2 separate regions of the Anas platyrhynchos genome follow, and region 1 is linked to region 2. The links are chromatin contacts, called in public Hi-C maps. All regions are on one chromosome and are shown on one strand. Each heading gives the region's core, a stretch centred on a gene start, on an enhancer-like site or on the middle of the called end of the contact. The rest is flanking DNA. Distances are from core to core; before and after follow the strand shown.

Region 1 (6,388 bases), core at 1,667-4,166, 120 kb before region 2:
CAGGGTATTGATTCACCAGAAAATAACTAGATCTGAGACAGTCTAAAATTAAGGCCACCTTAAGGATGCTCCAAAGTGAGTCAGATATTTTTTTATTGTTAGTAATAAATTAGCCAGAGGATTGTAGTTACTGGATGAATAACATTTCCTTTCATATTTAAATCTGCCTTGGCACTTTCCTTGGCAAGACTTAACCATGTACTGCTTAACTTACAAAAATGGATGGTCTAAGGTAAGATGTTAGCAAGTAATAAGAATGCTATTTTGGTAATTTTTGTATTAAAAAAGGTTAGGCTTGATGTCACTTAATTTTCTAACTGAGCAAATCTGAACAACCTGGATCTGCTTTTACAATCTGTCTCACACAGATAGAGATTGAATATATTATTGGTTTCACGAAGATGCTTATTTTCTAAGTTTACCTCTTGTTAATTTGTGGAGGGTGATGAAGCATACAGGTGTCTTGAAGCTCACAGAAACAATCCCCTCAGACACAAAGTGCTCCTTTCTGTTTCTCCAACAACATACAAAACCACACCATTAACATGACTGAGGAAAAAACAGGTCCCAACACAAGGACACCAGCAAAGTGACTGTATTTTTCAGTCTAACCTATGGTTTCCTGGTTTCAGGTAGAACAGAGTTAAGAGCATTTCCAGTAGGTTTGATTTTTTTTTTTTCCATGTTATCTATGAGAAAGCACAAGTAGCTCAGGTACTTGCAACTGGCAGGTGAAATTCATTAACTTGTTAATGAACTCCTGAGAAGAGAAAAACCTACTGATATCCTCTCAAAAGAGCTCTCCAAAATCAACCAAGATGTTCTAAAATGAACCAAAAAAAAAAAAGATCCAAAAGGAAAAGCCAGCGCTCCACAAGCTCTTATTCCTCAGTTAGCTTGTCTAACAAGACTAACAAGCCATTGAACAAGCCATAACTTTGCCATTCGGGAATGGAGGCATTCACTTTTATTCTGTAAAAGAAAGGAGGAGAGTAATAATTTAAAAAGGCTCATGCCTCTTCAGCAATGTTGCATGGGTCCCATGAATGAGATCTTCAATATCTAAGAAGAGGTCTTTCAAAGAGGTACGAGTTGTAGTAACTGCTGCTGCTGCTCCACTTCAGCTGTCCTTTCTGTGAAATGATTAATATGTTTTTTACTGTACATTAATGAGTTTTGAGTGTTTTCACATTTTATTTTGTATATAAGCAAGCTCTCTTGGTCTCTTTATTGATTTACCACCTGACAAGCATTCTGGCTTTCTCAAATAATGTTGTGCGGGTTGTCTCAGTGCCGTTTTGGGATAACCATTTCATGCCACAAAGAGCGAACTGTTCTTCAGCGGTTATATTTTGATCTCAGAGTATTTATAATATATATATATATATTCAACAATTCTAATGAAAATTTCTGATCAGGTTGATGGAAAAGAAGCTTGTCTTCTTGAAAGAGCAGATAAAGACTTCTCTGTGAATTTGTGATCCCCAGGAGGACTGGGAATTAGTCCTTCATGCTTCAGTTACTTTGATAGTGACAACAGCCCTTTGTTGCACATATGTCCAAAGCAAAAGCAACAGTTTGGGGATAACTAATTCCTACCTTAAAATCAGAATGAATATGAAACTTGCCAGGTGAATATTCCCCTCTAGGTTTATCCTCCCCTCATGCCCCTTTTTCTCCATATTCATAAGTAAGCCATAGGTGGGAACCTGTGACATATGCCCTCTGGTTTGGAAATCCATTCCAAAAATTTCAAGCCCCTCAGTCCAAGGACTGAGCCTGAAGCCTCCCTGGTAGGGATGCTGTTAGTCCCCCACTTCTTCAGCCTGCTGCATCAGCCATACTCCAAAGCAATGCATCCTGGCAAACCCTGAGAGCTGACTCCACCAGAAAGGGCTAGTACATTTGTGACAGCAGCAGGAACTACTGTAAGAAAACGTTACTAATTGCAACTTGCAAAGTTTAAAGGTGGAGAGGAAAAAAGAAAAATATTAAAGAGATGAGGAGAGGAAGGGAGGAGAAAAACATTTCTCCACCTTCCTATCTTCTTCCTGCAGTATCTCCATTTCCCCTTCCTATTCCCCATTTCCATGAGCATTCCCAACATGTATTCACACTGGGATCATAGAGGAGCCAAATCTCAGCAACTTTTCATGGCCCGATGCAGCCGTAGCGGGAAGCAGAATCTCACCAGCGGAGGTTTTAAATGTCAGGGCTGCTGCTGGCAAGGCAGAGGTCTCTGCTACACAGCAGTTAGCACGAGTCTGACTCCGGGCATGCTGCTGGAGAGCTCCCATCTCCAGGCAGCCAACACCCCGATGCTATTTCAACAATAAACAATCGCTCCCCAGACGTGCCAGGGAAAAACCCTCGCTCCTACAGCAGGTCTCGGAGCCCGGCTTCCCCACCCTCCCCGCACACCGCGCTTCTCCGGGCCCTCTCCGGCGAGCCCGGGGGGGCCGGGGCCGCCCCCGCAGAGCCGGGCAGAAGGACGGGGGGGGTGCCGAGGCCTGCCCCGGCCCGGGGGCTGCCCCCCGCATCTCTCCGGGGGCGCTCCCCGGCGAGCGCCGCGCCCCGGCGGCGGGGTGCCGGGGGGATGCGCCGCTCCGCGGAGCCCCCTCCTCACCGGCCCCCCGGAGGAGGCAGCAGCCCCGGCTACTTAAAGCGCGGCCCCGGCTGCCGAGGCAGGAGAGCGGCGTGCTGCGGGCTCCCATGCCCGGCTGCGAGCCCGGCGGGGGCGCGGGCGCTGCCTGGCGAGGGGCTGAGCCGGCTGCGGCTCCGGCAGGGCGGGACAGCGCCCGTGCGCCAGCCCCGGCGGGGCTCCGAGCGGCACCGGCGGCTCCCCCCGGCTCGGCGCCCGCAGTCCCCGCCGGCCCTGCCCTCGCTCGGCTGCGGGAAGCCGAGCATCAGCAATGGCGGCGGGGGCCGGCAGCCGCCGCGCACCGCTCCTCCGCTCGCCCGGGCAGCGGCTGCTCTAGGAGGGGAAGAGGAGAGCCGGCAGGGGGGCCGGTTTCCGGCGGGTTATTTATTTCTTCCCCTCTCGCTTAAGTTCCCAGCGGAGCGGGCTGGCTGGCACCTGCGCCCCCCACCTGCTTCCCGGAGGGTGAGAGGTGCGGGGAGGCCATGGAGAGCCCGGCGGAGAACCCCAGCAAGGCGGCGGAGTACCTGAAGGAGCTGAACAAGATTATTGAAACGCAGCAGGAGCTGCTGGAGAAGCAGAAGCGGAGGATAGACGAGCTGGAGCAGCAAGTGGCCAAGTTGTACCACGAAAACGCCTGTCTCCAGGATGAGCATCACCGGCACCTGGCCACATGCAGGCTCCAGCAGGGCGTCCCCCCCGCGTACCCGGGGGTGCTGAGCGCCATCCAGGAAAACGCAAAGCACGAAAAGTAAGCGCTGCCCGCGTTTCTTTGCCCTTTTCGAGGAGGGTCGCTCAGTAGCGGGGCTTTCCTCCTCTTTCGCCTCCTGCCTTCGGGTTCCTAAAGCCGCCCCGCGTACAAGCAAGCAGCGCAACTCCCCGCAGCGGGCGGCTCGCCGGGAAGGAGGGGGTCCTCGCCGAGCGGCGGAGGGGGCGGCCTCAGCCTCTAACGCCCCCAGCCCCTCGGGATGCCGGCGCTTCCCTGGGGCTCTAGCGGGGATGCTCGGGGGCTGAGCGCTGGCAGCGCCGGGAGCACCCCGGGCAGGCTTCTCCCCGCAGCCCCGGGGCACGCCGCCCCCCGGGCAGAGCAGCAGCGGGACGAGCTCTGCCCTTCCTCCAGGGCTCGCTTCCCCCCGATCGTGCACCTCGGGCGGCCCTGCCCGGGGGGAGCCCCCAGAGCTGCGACCCGGCGGGGTCAGCTCGGCACGGCGCAGCCCGCCCGGAGCTCGCCCCTTTCGGGGCACGGCTGCTGCCGGCCTCTGGCCCCTGGAATTAACCGGGCTCCGCTTTCCAGCGCGCAGAGAGCCGCTGAATTAATTGCGCGCCGCGCTTAAGTACCGGCGATGGGAGAATAGCGATGGAAGCGACCCCGCGGCGCTTCCCCGGCCTCCGGCTACTCGCCGGAAGTATTTGGGACTTAGTTTTACTTGGACGGAGTGGGAAAAGCATGCATCTTATTACGAGCCCACTCCGCCGCCCCGGTACAACACAAGGGGCTGCTTGTCAGCCGCTCGGAGCCGCGCTCCCGGCACGGATCGGGCTCTCCTCCTGCCGCCGGCCCCCCCCGGGCCGCCCCCGCTCCCCGGCACCGGCTGCGCCCCCTGCCGGGGCCGGGCGGGGCGCTGGGGGGCAGAGCCGCCCGGCTCTGGGTCTGCTGCGCCCCGGGGACCCCTGTGCCGGGGCTCGGCCACGGGTGGCTTCGTGGGGCGCCGCGGGGAGGCTGCAGCCGAGGGAGGCCGGGGAGCGGCCTCCTGGCCTCGGCCGCGTTGCTGCCTCCGTGCCCCCGCTCGGGGTGGCGGGGGAGGAAACGTCGCTGCCTGCGGAGCCCCGAGCCCCAGGGTTTGCCTGGGATGTGCGAGGTGAAGGGGGGGGGCTGGATGGTCGTGGGTTCGTGGGTCGTTCCCTGCCCCTTTGGCGAGCTCCTGTTCCCAAACGCGTCCCTGCTGCCCGGTGTGGCGGAGTGGGAAGGGAAGTAGCTCTGCCTCCCCTAAATGCTAACGCTGACAGCCGGAGGGGGTTTTAGCGATGCTGGAGTTAGCCATTTAGGCTTTTTTTTTTTTTTTTTTTTTTTTTTTTTTTTTTTTTTAATAGATGTCTCCAGGAGAGCTAAGCAAATAGCTCCCTAAACACCCTGGAGAGCATACGCTGTCATTTAACAACCACTCCTCTTGTAATAAGCAGAAAGTGCTATTTCCAGAAAGCATGGAACAGAAATTTACAGGAATACAAAAAGTATTTACACAAATCCTACCCCGTGTGCTCATGTCCAGTACCCGAGGATTTCTTGTGTCTGTTCTCCTAGTACAAGATGCCAACTCAGCTATCTTGTCCCATTTGTCTCTTGCAAACGACATTACTAAAAATTGTACAAATGGCTTGCCTTGTTTGATAACATTTCTCTTCTCCACCAGCCCAAGACTCATTTGCAGAGCCCTTTTTGGGCAGACAGCTCTGAGGACTTGGAGGCTTTTAAGTCTCTTAAGTGGATTTGATGCTAGGATCAGAATTAATCTGGGATATTTATGGCAGAGTTGTATCGCTTTGAGGCATAGCCTGCAGGGCTTAGTGTGGAAGCTGGGAGACAGCCCTCCATGAGTCTGGTCCTTGCTGGGCTTTCAGCCTCTGTGACTGTCTGTAGAGAGCCAGATTTCCAGGGCCACCTTCATGAGATGAATACTGCCCCCCACACAAATTGTGACTTCCCCTCTTTATTTTGTGTGGAGCATGCCTGGTCCCTTCGCCAGGACAGCCTGCATCACTGTGTAGGTGAAGCAGACTTGGGGTTCCCCAGCTGTGTGGGGTGGGGGCTGTGGCAGCAGCTGCTGGGGCTCCAGCTGCCGGGAGCAGGTGCAGCAACCCAGCCACAGGACTGGTTTAATCTCTGCCTGGGTGAAGGAGATGGAGGAAGTCTTCAACTTGGAAAATAGAAAACACCCTTGTTTTAAAGCCTTCTCCCAGTCCTGCTGTTATCTTTGCTTTCTTACAATGTAACCTGCAGGTTTTGGCTGGCTGTAGCTTCCTAATTACAGAGGAAAAATCTCAGTTCCTCCAGAATTAAATGTCACGTGCAGCTGTCATCTTTTTGGTGCTTTGCTAAACTTCCATAACAGTGCAATAGCAAATGTGAATAATACGTGCTCTGAACATCCGTGATGTTAGGAGAGAGGTGGGAATCGAGGTGCCATGTCCTTGCTTCCTTCTGCCCATCGTGTGCACACCCCGCTGCCTTCCTCCTTCCCGAGGCAGCAGCACCGCTCTGTGCCCAGGTACCAGCAGTGCTCCCTCTTATCCTTTGGTATTTCAAAACCAGGATGATGGGGATCCTTTTTAAAGGAAACTGGGATTTTCTTAGCCAAATACTCCACAAAATCAGTACTTCTAGGAAGTCATCTATGGAATTTGTGCCTTGAGATTTGAGCAGATTTTCTGAACAGCTTAGACTCAAGTTGCCAGAGGAGTTCAACCTGCGTGAAGCAGGTGTGGATCGCTGACACTGTAGTGTCAAGAGAGCTTCTTTGATATTACCAAGTGGTGGTTAAAAAAGGAAGTGTAGAAATGTTAGACAAGTCCTGAAACTTTTCAGTTCTCTCAAAGGGAAGAATATAAAGCTGAAGACTGTTTAAATAACTTGGAGATGCTGCATATTTTTAGAAACTCTTTAGCTTGATCTGATGGAGTGAGGGAACTGTTGATGAGCACCACATTAGAGTTCTGTAAGAAAAAAATAGAAAAAAAAAAAGGTAAAAATAC
Region 2 (6,304 bases), core at 3,014-5,513:
TTTGACCAAATATATTTGAACATAAGAGCAAACCTAATTTCCTGGCATACTCTAAAATTATAGTATACATATATGAAAAACTAAACTTTGGAAAGATCATGGTCTTTAACTTTATAAGAAACAATAAAAAGTGAAAATAAATAAATAAATAAATTGGTTTGACCTGTACCATTGCTTTAAAATTCCCTTGCATATTTTCAGGTTTCTAGAAGTCTCCATTAGTCTCTGCAGCCTTCCTGTCAGCCGAACTCCTGTTTTCTCCTAGACAAGCCTTACGCTTTTCCTTGTTATCTCTTTGACATAGATGCTGTGCTTTTAATTTCATTTGTTATTGGAGCAAGCACTTTTTTACCCTCCTTTGTATGGTTCTGCTTTTTTCAGGAATACACATACATATATGCACATGGTATTTTCTTCGTGCGAGGTTGTTCTCACCATGGCTTTTACCTGTGTGGGGCCTTCCTTCTTTCCCTTTTATCTCTATGCTACATTTCTATCTATTCTTAGAAAAGGTATAAACATAAAGTGTAGCTGGTCACTTTACTCTTTTCCTGAACTTTTCAGTTCTGACTTGCATCTTACTGTTTCACTGACTTTGCATAAAACTTTAGGCACAGAAGACTTGAATTAAATTTGTTTTGCATCTGGAGATCTGTGTGACCTTATGGTGTGTACATTTGAGTGCAAATCAGCAAAAAGTAATGTCAGATCACTGTTATATGTATTTTTCACTTTCCTCAAGAATGCAGCTTTCTGAAGTGTTTGCTTAATACTTTAGATGGGGAGTAAAGCTCAGGTTGATAGTTTATGCAAACTGTACATCTACTCAATAAATGAAACCGCAATCAGAAGTATCAAAGTCTTGTCAATGATTATAAGATCACTGTGCTATTTTCTGAAAAATACTCACAGGATCTAAACTGGAATTGGATAGCTTCTGGTGGGAGATGGGTGCTTGGATGTTTTTATCCTTAACTGTTCAAAGACTATTGAGCAGTGGGACGTGTATTGGTCAAAGTGGGACCTTGGTCTTGTTCACACAGCTTCATTTGTAAGTATAAACAAGGCATAGCTAAACAACAAATGCTTGAACTTCTGCCTGTTTTCTGTTGATTATCTCCTGTTTCAAGTCTTCTCACTGCATGCTCTTTAGTTAATTTTCAGTATAATGCTAAGGTAAACATGAACATAACTGTTTCATTGGTGCATATGAAAATGGGAGGAATTGCTGTACTCTTTCCAAGAAGTTCAAATTCTTTTGGAAGATCAATTTATAGGGGGAAAAATGACTGGAGGAAGCTATAGATCCCCTTAATGGAGAGCTGATTATATTGATTAAATGCAAGCAACTTGTCTATTAGAGAGGTAGGAAAGAGATATAGGCTCTTTTCACAGGGACAACTGGGGCAGTGAGATTTATGTTCAGAAAATGTACTTAGCACAATTCAGGAGCAGTTTGTTAAAGTTAAATTATTGAACTACACAACGTTGCTTGAATAAACTGCTTTTTAAAATGCAGATAATGTCTTTGTTGTATATGAAGTACAAAACTGCTAGCATTACTACAGTGAATCTTTTAGTCTGAATGCGACTAGTTTCAAGTACCAATGACTGACTTTTTCAAAATGAAAACAGAACCAACCCTCCAGCAGCCTTTATGAAGGAAAAAGAACATTTATCTCTGCAAACAGAGGAACCTAATTTAGGGCCAGTGCTCTGCAGTTGGAAACAGTTCCATCCTGCCTTCTGTTTTGGGGTGTTTGTAATGGTGGCAAAGCAGTACTGTTGCTTAAATGTATATATTAACTAGTGGAAATTGTTCTTGACACTGAACTGTTCAGTAACTGAATGTTATGAGAATAAGACTTTATTGTAAGTTATTAGAATGGGAACGTTTAGAGTGAACACATGATAAAATAGAATTCTTGATCAATATCCAAGAAAAGAAGTCACAAACAATGAGTGTTTTTGTTTGGACTACAGCAGATCTTTGGAAATAAAAATGTTATTAGAAGTTGAGTTACTCTTGCTTGATATTAAGTTCTTTTGTACTTATACCAGGAATTTTAATCTGTATGTTACACCTTTGTCTGTTATTAGTCACTTCCAGTGCTATTTAGCCAAAAAGTTTTCTGAACAGAAGTGTGCAGTGCTTAGGGTACTGACTCATTACTGTCAGTTTTAATGTGTCATTCCTGCCATGGTGTGAAAAATTGTAAAGAAGTTTAATTATTTCAAGCTCTTCACCAAGGAATTGTTCCTGTCCCATCACAGTAGAACTCATCATACTGGTTTCCAATTGCTGGCAATACAGCAATCAAACCAAATCACCCCCTTCCAGGAGTGAGCATTCATTAGTGCAAGGGTATTTAGGACATGGTAGTAGCTTTACATATCATTTAAAATTGACTGGTAAAAGGAATGCCCTCTACAGGCTCATTCCAAGGCGATGGTCTCAAATACTCACAATGTGAGGGCACAAGCATTTTCTTCAAGCTTGCTGTATGCTAAGTTTGCATAGCTAATGTGTGGTCAGCTTTATGATTAATTTCCTGCAGAGCTACCCCTTCCACCTCCTGCTGTGTATTTCCCATGGATGCTTCCCTTTGCTATATATCAAAGTGGAATTAAGAGCTAAAGAAACATGCTAATTACTTAATGGAATCACTGTTCGCTAATGAGATGGGGTGCAACAGTCAAACACTTGTCTGCCACAATTTTACCTTCAGATAATTTGCTCAGAGCAGATTTTTGTCTCAGTGAGCTAGATATATGTCTCACTTGAACCAGCCAAGTTACGAATAGCATTAACAGAGGGGCTTCTGGTACTACAGAAAAAAACCTTTAGGCATATGCTCCTATTTCACTGAAACGTGGCAATGAACTGCACTAGTGTCTTGCACGTGTCTTTCAAGGGTGTTTGTTTTGCTTGGATAAGCAACCAGAACGTTTGTGATGTGAATGTAATCGTGATCCTGCAAGTATGTTGTTCATAGCCTATCTCACTGACTTCAGGCAGAATGTGTGTCAGTAAATTACGCTTCCAGACCTCAATTGTGCCAATATTGACCAAAGAGCGAATCTGGAAGGATGTTTGTCTCACAATTTTGAAACACAGCTTGTAGCTTTGAAACGTAAGTATTGCCTGACAAAAGACAGATGGGGGAGCATATCCTTCATGCTTCCAGAAGATTTCTAGATTCCCAGTACACCAGTACACTCGGGTTACAGAAAGTGGGCTAAAAAAAAAAAAAAAAAAAAAAAAAAAAGTAGGAGGCCTACATGCTGTCAAAGTATATAAATAGTTACCTGACTAGCTCACTGACACCCCATTCCAGACACGTCAGAAAATATCTGACTTCTCAGACTATCAGCAATATTTCAGTAGCAAAGTGTAGTTAGTAACACTGCATGAGATGATTACAGTCATTGAAAATCCCAGCAATGCAGAAAAACTTGGAAGAAGCATTAAGTAACCTGGTGTTTTCAAGCTGGCAGGAGAATAGTGCCCCCTGCTTGTGCAGAGTCGTGTGGAAGAGCTGGCTGCGTGAGTGCGGACAGGCACTGGGCCATGCACCACCGACCCGTGCTGCATTAGCAGTCTGCAGGCATGTATATTTCTGTCCTGTGAATAAATACATAGGTAATAGAAGAATACGACAGTAAACTCACGGCTCTTTTATTGGTCTGAAATTAAAATTTCAATGTTTTCCCGGGAAGTGTAGAGTTGGAGGACAGGTATCACCTAGCAAATTTGTAGCCTGGGTGGCCAATAATAGCTTTGGCTCTCCTGCTTTGAGGGTGCAAAGATTTATCACAACAGGAGAAAGTGGAAGTCTGATAATGGAATAGATTTGAGATCAGTCAATATATACGCAATTGCATAATAATTTTAGTATAAAAAAGAATTGCAGCAACTGTTACATTTCCAAATTCTGTCTTTTTCAGGATTGATAACACTTTTTTTGAAAATCAATTACAGGTAGAAATTTTAAAGAAACACATCAAATATCTGCTTTGGTTTTAAACTTTTGATTTATTTTTTTTTTTTCAGTTTTAGAATAGCTGTAGGGCTCTAATTTTGCATGAGTGCTTGTTTTCAGCTACCAAATGATTTATTTTTGTGTAAAAGATCAACATTCTTTTCAAAGGAGTGGATAATATTGGTTAAGTTAAGAAAACATTAGAGTGTTTTCTAGTGGGTTGTTGTCCCACGTGAATCACTTTGTCCTCGCCTTGTGTTGATAAGTCAGAAAAGAAGCTATTCCAGACAAAATAGTGGCTCCTCCTTTACCACATAAAGATAGGCAAATGTAGGTGTCCAGGGAACTACATGCCCTGAGAGAAAAAAACACAAACTTGTGAAGCTATAACAGCAATAACAGCAGCAGGGAGCAAAATGAGTGGAGAATATGATTTAGCAAACAGGTGGTGTAGGCTTTGAAACAAAATATGGAGGCTGGTCAGCAAGGATTACAGAACAACCACAGAATTAATGAAGAACAAAGGGTAGTTGCTGCCTAAGAATACAATTCCTGCAATGCTCAGGAGAGAAGTACTCAGTGAACAGGGCTGAAGAGTGTTGTTTGATTAGAGGTGTTTTGAAGGAGGGAACCATGCAAACAGAGAATGGCAGTTTGCATCAAGGTTAAATATGTATATATATATATATATTATATAATTGCAAGACATGGACTGTATATTTGGTGGAATTGGCCTTTTAATCGCTCCCTCTGTGCCCCAGTACAGAAGAGCACCAAGGCTCAATACTCTAGTGCATGATGCTTACACTAGAGGATGTAGAAAGCCAGCAGCAAAATGGCTATCTAGCTGCATGAGTTTACAAGTTACATTAATGCTTTAAAATTGAAAGTGTAAACCACTGTGGAATATCTGTAGATGACAGAGGCTTTTCCCCTACCCACCCTTCAAATTTCTTGCTGAGTTGTAAGTGGCCAAGGGCTGCAAGCTGCCCCTGTGCGGCACTGTCAGTGGCTGTCTCCATCCGTCCCAGCAGTGGTGTAACAGTGCCTGGGAAGCTCAAGCAATGCTGGTGAGAGGAGCTGTCTGAAAGAAGAAATTTAAAAAAACAAATGATAAGCCAGAAAACAACTCCCAGAAACTGGGAAATAGAAGCAAAACATTGCTTTATGAGAAAATTTGGAGTATCCTAGAGAGAGAAGTATTTTTGAACAACATTTTGCAGTTTTAGGATTCCTTCTGGGTTAGTCCTTTAGGACAAATCTTTTTTTCATCTGCAGTTTTCCTGATTCCTTGAGATACTGGTTTGACATCACAACTTTTTTCACAGAGAAATGACACTTGAATCAAATCCTCAATATGTTCAAATGCTGTCATTGTAATGCCACGCTACTTGAAAATGTCTTTTGGGATCAGTGCTGTAATGTATAAAGGGATGCTTCATTTTTGTCACCTGAGCACTGGCATCCATCTGTTCTGATCATACACGTCCTGTGTCTGGAAACTTTGTGCCATTGTATTAAGAGTTCTCAGCATATTTTTGACTCAAGTGTACCAAAGTATCCCTCGGGAAGAGGATCAAGAGGTAACTGGTCTCAAGACAAAGTGAATCAAGCCTACAAAAGCTACTTACTAGCCTAGTCTAAGATTTAGGAATTTGTTATATTTATCCATGGCTGAGTTTTGTAAGGTTGACACAAAACCTCATTCATGGTGGGAACTTGCAGTACAATCATTCATTCAGCATAGTCTGACTGTCTTGGGTTTATTTTGTTTTGTGTGGCTTTTTTCTGTATGCTTCCACTGGGAGCATAGTTTTCTTTGTGTGTATCTGTGTGTGTTTATCTATATTTGTAAGCAGAGGTTTACACTTAGGTGAGAATGATGGTGTATTGGTTAATATAGAGCTGAAAATGCTGGTCTGACCTGGAGGGAGCTCTGGAAGCTGGTTTGGGCCCTTCACGTGCTCCAGTGGTGGTTGTGGTGTCCTGGTGGCTATTGCACCTGTGCAGGAAGTGGGAGCTGCATGCTTTGATGGACAGTCTGGGTATCATTTGGAGTTTCATGTTAAGCCTGAAAATCCTTTCTTTGGTTTGTGTTTACAAGTTGGTCCAAGTGTGCTTGTAAAACATCTAGTAGATGCTAGCAGGCATATCGACTGCGTGGAGCTGACACTGCTCGCAACAGCCATTCGCCCTGTAAAGCTTCTAGCAGCTCTGTATCAAAGCAGCACTGTTCTGCAACCTCTTCTCCTCTGTCTCTCCTAAAATGTGCACCTTTATCAAAATAGGAGGTCTGCGTTTCTTGCAGCAGGTTATGTAAG

Evidence for each region. Hi-C and Micro-C count contacts between places; a contact is called where the count stands out from the background.
Region 1: a contact with region 2 is called in a Hi-C map of F5 follicle, with 3 times the contacts expected there. The contact joins the promoter of IQSEC1 here to the enhancer-like site in region 2. A contact is called at or near these places in 3 of 8 Hi-C or Micro-C datasets (F1 follicle, F5 follicle and small yellow follicle).

Annotation. Positions count from the first base shown.
Region 1 is chr13:18,852,083-18,858,470 of IASCAAS_PekinDuck_T2T, reverse strand. It overlaps IQSEC1 (IQ motif and Sec7 domain ArfGEF 1), which reads left to right and starts at 2,916. Exons shown (of 16, transcript XM_038186147.2): 1 at 2,916-3,389. The coding sequence starts at 3,124.
Region 2 is chr13:18,731,455-18,737,758 of IASCAAS_PekinDuck_T2T, reverse strand. All of the region lies in intron 2 of IQSEC1 (IQ motif and Sec7 domain ArfGEF 1), which reads left to right. Among named protein-coding and RNA genes, the nearest start is that of IQSEC1, 120 kb to the left of the region's middle. Within about 2 kb of position 4,263, at least 4 of the 8 cell types and tissues checked have an H3K27ac peak or open chromatin away from gene starts, as enhancers often do. A contact at or near this core is called in F1 follicle, F5 follicle and small yellow follicle, where this site is marked.